2 separate regions of the Oryctolagus cuniculus genome follow, and region 2 is linked to region 1. A link is a contact called in public Micro-C data. All regions are on one chromosome and are shown on one strand. Each heading gives the region's core, a stretch centred on a gene start, on an enhancer-like site or on the middle of the called end of the contact. The rest is flanking DNA. Distances are from core to core; before and after follow the strand shown.

Region 1 (2,681 bases), core at 105-2,604:
GGAAAAGCACCTGGCTCCTGGCTCCTGCCATCGGATCAGCGCGGTGTGCCGGCCGCAGCGCGCCGGCCTCGGCGGCCATTGGAGGGTGAACCAACGGCAAAGGAAGACCTTTCTCTCTGTCTCTCTCTCTCACTGTCCACTCTGCCTGTCAAAAAAAAAAAAAAATTTCAGAATAAGCAAAGCCAGAGATACAGAAAGTAGATTAGTGGTGGCCAGGGGTGGGAGGCGGAGGGGCGCTGGAGCTAACTGTTAATGGTGTTGTTTTCCTTTGGTGTGATGGACGTGTTCTAGAACTAAGTGATGGTAGCTGCATGACACGGTGAATTTGCTGACAACCACTGGACTGGACACTTCAAAATGGACAATTTTACAGTGTATAAATTGTATCTCAAGTATTCTACCATGTATTGTTTACTAAAACAAGTTTCAATTTCTACATTCTAACTAACACTGAAGGGGCAGGCACCTTAAGGGTATGAAGGAAAACAGTATTAGGAAACTTCCCAACTTTTTTTGATAAAGCATTTTAAAATTTATTAATTTGAAATGCAGAGCAAAAGAGGGAAACAGAAATCTTCCATCTGCTGGTTCACTCTCCAATGCCTACAACAGTCAGGGCTGGGCCGGCGGGAGCCAGAATCCGGGAACTCCACCCAGGTTGCCCAGATGGGTGGCAGAAACCCAAGTACTTGGGCCATCATCTGCTGCCTCCCAGTGTGTGTGTTAGCAGGACGCTGGACCGGAAGTGGAGGTGTGTGTTTATCCCAGGCACTCTGATACGGGATGCAGGCATCCCAAGCAATGGGTAACTTGGTGTGCTACAACGCTTACCCTCAATTTTTAAAAATTCACTCTAATCTGAAAATTCTCAATAGATACACCTTTCTCCTATCCTTGGTCTTGCCAAGGAACGAGCCGCATTGGGATATAAGCTCTGAGCCTCAGAGGACTTCCCCTTCATTCGCATCTGGGCCCAGAAGAGACAGCCCCGTGCTCAGGATGCACCTCCTTGGAGCCCACCCTCACCCCCCAGGAAACAACGCCCTTCCTGGGCAGCCGCCGCCCTGTTGCAGCTTCAGCTCAGTTCCACCCTCGTCTGTAACACCAAGCCCACTCTGGTCCAGTACTCAGGCTGGAATCCATGCTCACATGGCCTTTCCCAGAATGCTTTCTATAAAATGCTAAACATGTTTCCCCTTACTTCTTCCATTTCTCCGCGAACACTATGGGTGGTGTGCTGTTCCACCTTCCTGTTTGGAAATGGAAACAGGAACTGGCCCAGAGCTGGAAGAATCTTGACTCTCCATCCTCAATCTTGTAGTTCTTCGCTGAAACCACTGGGTGTCTCTCTTAAGCCACTAACAAGTCAGCTATCTCTGAATGGCCATTACCACAGGAAACATGGGCCCTCCTGGATGGCCCCAATCTCTCTCAGTCCCTGGACTCACCTTCCAGTCCTGCATGGTAGCAGTGTTAGGCTCAGGAGCCAGGAGGTCTCAATACACATCCTCAGCTGTGAAACTATGATCTCACTAGAAACATCTTTACAGACATTAATGTGCAAACCCTTGCACAGGTCGGGGACTTCCTCCCAAGACCTGTTACCTCTGGTGAGACCCTGAGGTCGTGAGCCATCTGCCAAGTGAGCTCGGCTATGGATAGCCCTGGAGCTGTCGGCCATCACTGCAGCCAGGGAACTGGGTGAAAGAGGTCACATCCTTATCTTTGAGATCTCACTGGGATATCAGAGAAGCCCAAGCAAAGAACTTCACAGGCTGAAGAGCCCTAGGCCCTGGGTCCTACAATGGTCCGTGACCTACCCTAAACCTACCCCAGAAAGCTGAAGATGTGGATAGCTGCAGTACTCCCACCATGTCCAAGTTACAGCCCCAGAACCTGTGACCGTAAGCTTATCTGGGAAAAGGGTCTTTGTGGATATAATGAGCAATCCTGAGATTGGATCATCCTGGACTTGGGGTGAGCCTCAAGTCCAATGACAGATGTCCTTAAAACGCAGAGGGAGATTTGAAAGATACATGGGGAAAGGCTAAAGATGGAGGTACAGACTGGAATTACACAAACCGCAGCCCAAGGAACACTTCCCACCAGAAGCCGGAAGAGGCCAGGAAGGGTTTTCCCCTCCCACCCTTGGGGGAAACGTGGCCCTGCCAACACCCTGGTTTTGGACTTGTGGACTTCAGAGAATAAATGTGAGAGAATAAGTGTGTTGTTTTTGAGTCATCATGATGATGGCAGTTTCTTACAGAATCCCTAGGGGACTGACACAATGGGTCTTGGCTTTATTTGCTCAAGGTCTGGGCAGCAGCCCTCCAAGTTCAAGGGAAACTGGCCAGAGTATTTGCAGGGAACCAGGTGAAAGGAACAGCAGACACAATCCAAGGAAAAAGCGCCGTAGAAGGGACACAGAGCCATGAAAAAAGGTGTGGTCAAGGGTGCACTTACAAGCAGGTTTCCACTGGCCTTGCCTTTTGGGCTACACCCAAGAGGAGGATGGCAAATCCACGGGATGCCACGATCCTTGGGTGCCAAGACACCAAAACTTGCTCATCCAATCAGGCAGTAGAGATAGGAGGAGAAAAGATGTAGAGGAGGTGCTGCAGACTGTTAGTCTCTCAGACACGGGCGCATAATTCTTTAATAACAACTCTATTGCTATATAA
Region 2 (2,681 bases), core at 66-2,565, 380 kb after region 1:
CAGCCAACACGGCCACCGCACCAGGTCCTTGGCTCCTGGCGCAGGGAACTTGACCGAGGACTGAGCCCTGGTCTAGGTGCCGGGCAGGAGGCGGGGCTGGGGGCGTGGCCCCGGGCTGCTGTGTGGCTTTGGCGAATCGTGTCTCACCGAGGGTGCCTCAGTCTCCACTCCTGCGCATCTGTGCTCCGCCTGGCTACGGTGTCCTTGGCAAGTGCCATTCAAGGCTCCAGGGCGAGCTGTCGCAGACACCGAGCCCGCAGGTGCTGCGCTGGATCGGGTCCACCTCTGGATCCCCAGTCCTCGTCCAGAGCAGGGGCCCAGAGACGTCCAGACCCCCCCCCCCCCACAGCTCCTTGGGAACGCCAGGCACCTCCCAGCGCTCCTGGGCACATCACGAGATGGAGGGAGAACGCAGGCTTCCGGGGGGCTGGGTCCACGGAGCCCCTGCAGGGGCCCGGCAGCCACACCTCCACCCCGAGGTGCACACTCTGACGTCTGGGCAAAGTGGGGTTCCAGAGAGCAGCCGGGCTGCAGGAAGCCTTCGATGGAAGCAGAGCGGGGCACAGCGGCTGGTCGGTGACAGCGTCCACAGGATCATCGAGTTTGTCCGGGTGGCCATCGAGCCCGAAGCGCACTGGGTCGGGGGGAGGCCGCCGGGCGCCCTGGGGTGCGGGACAGGGCCAGGGAGGTCCCTGTGCCAGCTCCCCTCACCACTGAGGCCCAGGGGACTGACCTCCCCGGCCCCCCACCGGGCTCTGGCCCCTGCTTGTCCGGGAAGTGGCCACTGGCCCGAGCCAATCACGGCTCTTCCCGCAGGCTCCAGTTTAAGGAGAAGGGTGGACCGGCTTTCCCTAGGGTCGTGATCTGGCTCCAGACTGGGCCCGAGGGGAGCAAGGTGAGGGCTGGGCTGAAGACAGGTGGGCTGAGTCCCGGGGAGCCCCGAGGCTGCTGCCGTCCTCACCTGGTCCAGAGAGGGTCCCCGAACTTCCTCGCGGGGCTCCTAGGGGGAGGGGGCGAGGGGCGCGGGGCAGCCCCCCACCCTCGTGTCCCGGCGGCCGGAGGGGGCCCACGGGGGGCCGAGGGCACTAGGGGCGGGGGATGGGGCGGACGCCGCCGGGGGCTCCCGGGCCCGGGCCCCGCGCCGGGCTCGCCGCTCGGGGGCGGGGGCAGCGCGCGGGCTCTGGCGGAGCCGCCACTCCGCCGGTTGCCTTAAAAAGGCGCCAGCGCGCGCGCATCAGCATCTCTTCCAAAATAGGCAAGGAGAGGGAGGCCGCGGGAGACGGGGCCGCGAGCAGCGCGGACGTCACCGGGGCCTCCCTCCCTCCGCCCCCCGCCCCTCGCCCGCATCACGGCTCCATGGCGACGGCGTGCGCTCTGCGCTGCGGGGAGCGCACCGTCTGTGGCCTAGCGCCACCGCGCGGCCGACGACGGCGCTGCGCCCGGGGTGCGTGTGGCGGGCGTGCTGCCGTCTAGGTCGCCCTCTGGCGTTCGCGAGGGGAATTGCACAGAAGGACTCCGCAGGCCACGCAAGAATCTTAATAAAAACTGCGGCCTCTAGCTACATCGTAGTCCACGTGGAGGGCAGGCACAGGGCTGGGCGCTCCTCCCGCGACGCTTCCTTTCGGGATCGCGGCCACTCTGCAGTGCAGAATATTATTCTTGCCGTTTTACAGGCGAGAGCAGGCGAGGCTGCCACTCGTGGCAACTTTTCCTGAGTTCCCACAGCAGCAAGGGGCAGAGCCACGCGCGACGGTGTGGAAGGTGCTGGGGAGCCATGGTGTCTTTGGGTTTGCCTCTCATTCCCTTGAGATGAGCGAGGCAGTGCGAATTAAAGTCATGCCCATTCTACAGATGAGCAAGCTGAGGCTCAGAGCAGTGAAGCGGTTTGTGGGAGGCTGCAGGCAGGCAGGTGCAGCCCAGGCCTCTGACGGGGAGTCAAGGCCGGGGGAGCCGGGCACAGCCCCGGGAGACCTTCCTGACGCCACGGCCATTATGAAACGGCTGTAAAAGCCCATCCAGAAGTGACCCACGTTTTGACGTCCCCAAACGCGACCTGGGGGGCCTGTCTCCCGGGACTGGCCAGCACCGCAGCATCGCTCTCACAAGGCCGTGTACACTGAGCCTGTCTGTGCCTGGACAGGAAGGCATCCGGGTTGGCCATCTGAGACCCGTGGTGTGGTGGAATGAGAAGGTGAGAAGGCCATGCCAAGACGGCCACTGACAACAGAAACTGCCTGGAAACAGGCTGTGATTGGATGGCTTCGGAAACCACATGACAACAGAGCCTGACTGACAATAGGCTGTGATTGGATGATTTCAGAAACTGCCTGGCAACAGAGCGTGACTGGCAACAGGCTGTGATTGGTTAGGGCATAGACCGCCCCTTGACCGGATTGGCTGCCTTGGCTATATAAGCAGCTGTACCAACTGAAATAAATGAGTGTGTGGGCTGCCCGCCTCTGGCCTGCTTTCACCCGACTGCCGGGGTCTGTGTGGTGACTTCATGCCTCTTGCCCCCACCACACTCCTCCTCCCAGAAACAAATCCACCTCAACATCTGGCGCCAACGTGACTGAGAGAGACAGTGTGTCGGACTCGGTGAGGTCCCCCCTGGATTTCAGCAAGAAGGCCCCTCAGTGTTTTGTGTGCTGTCCGGTTCTGTGAGGTGAGCACAGAACCCC

The links. A called contact is a pair of places that touch in the nucleus more often than the background predicts.
Region 2: a contact with region 1 is called in a Micro-C map of ear pinna, with 6 times the contacts expected there. The contact joins the promoter of NPAS4 here to the enhancer-like site in region 1. A contact is called at or near these places in 2 of 6 Hi-C or Micro-C datasets (ear pinna and an unstated tissue).

What each region holds. Positions count from the first base shown.
Region 1 is chr1:5,094,002-5,096,682 of mOryCun1.1, forward strand. All of the region lies in intron 13 of TOP6BL (TOP6B like initiator of meiotic double strand breaks), which reads right to left. Among named protein-coding and RNA genes, the nearest start is that of RCE1, 5.7 kb to the left of the region's middle. Within about 2 kb of position 1,355, at least 3 of the 8 cell types and tissues checked have an H3K27ac peak or open chromatin away from gene starts, as enhancers often do.
Region 2 is chr1:5,473,259-5,475,939 of mOryCun1.1, forward strand. NPAS4 (neuronal PAS domain protein 4) reads right to left here and starts at 1,316. Exons shown (of 10, transcript XM_051854808.2): 1 at 962-1,316; 2 at 1-662.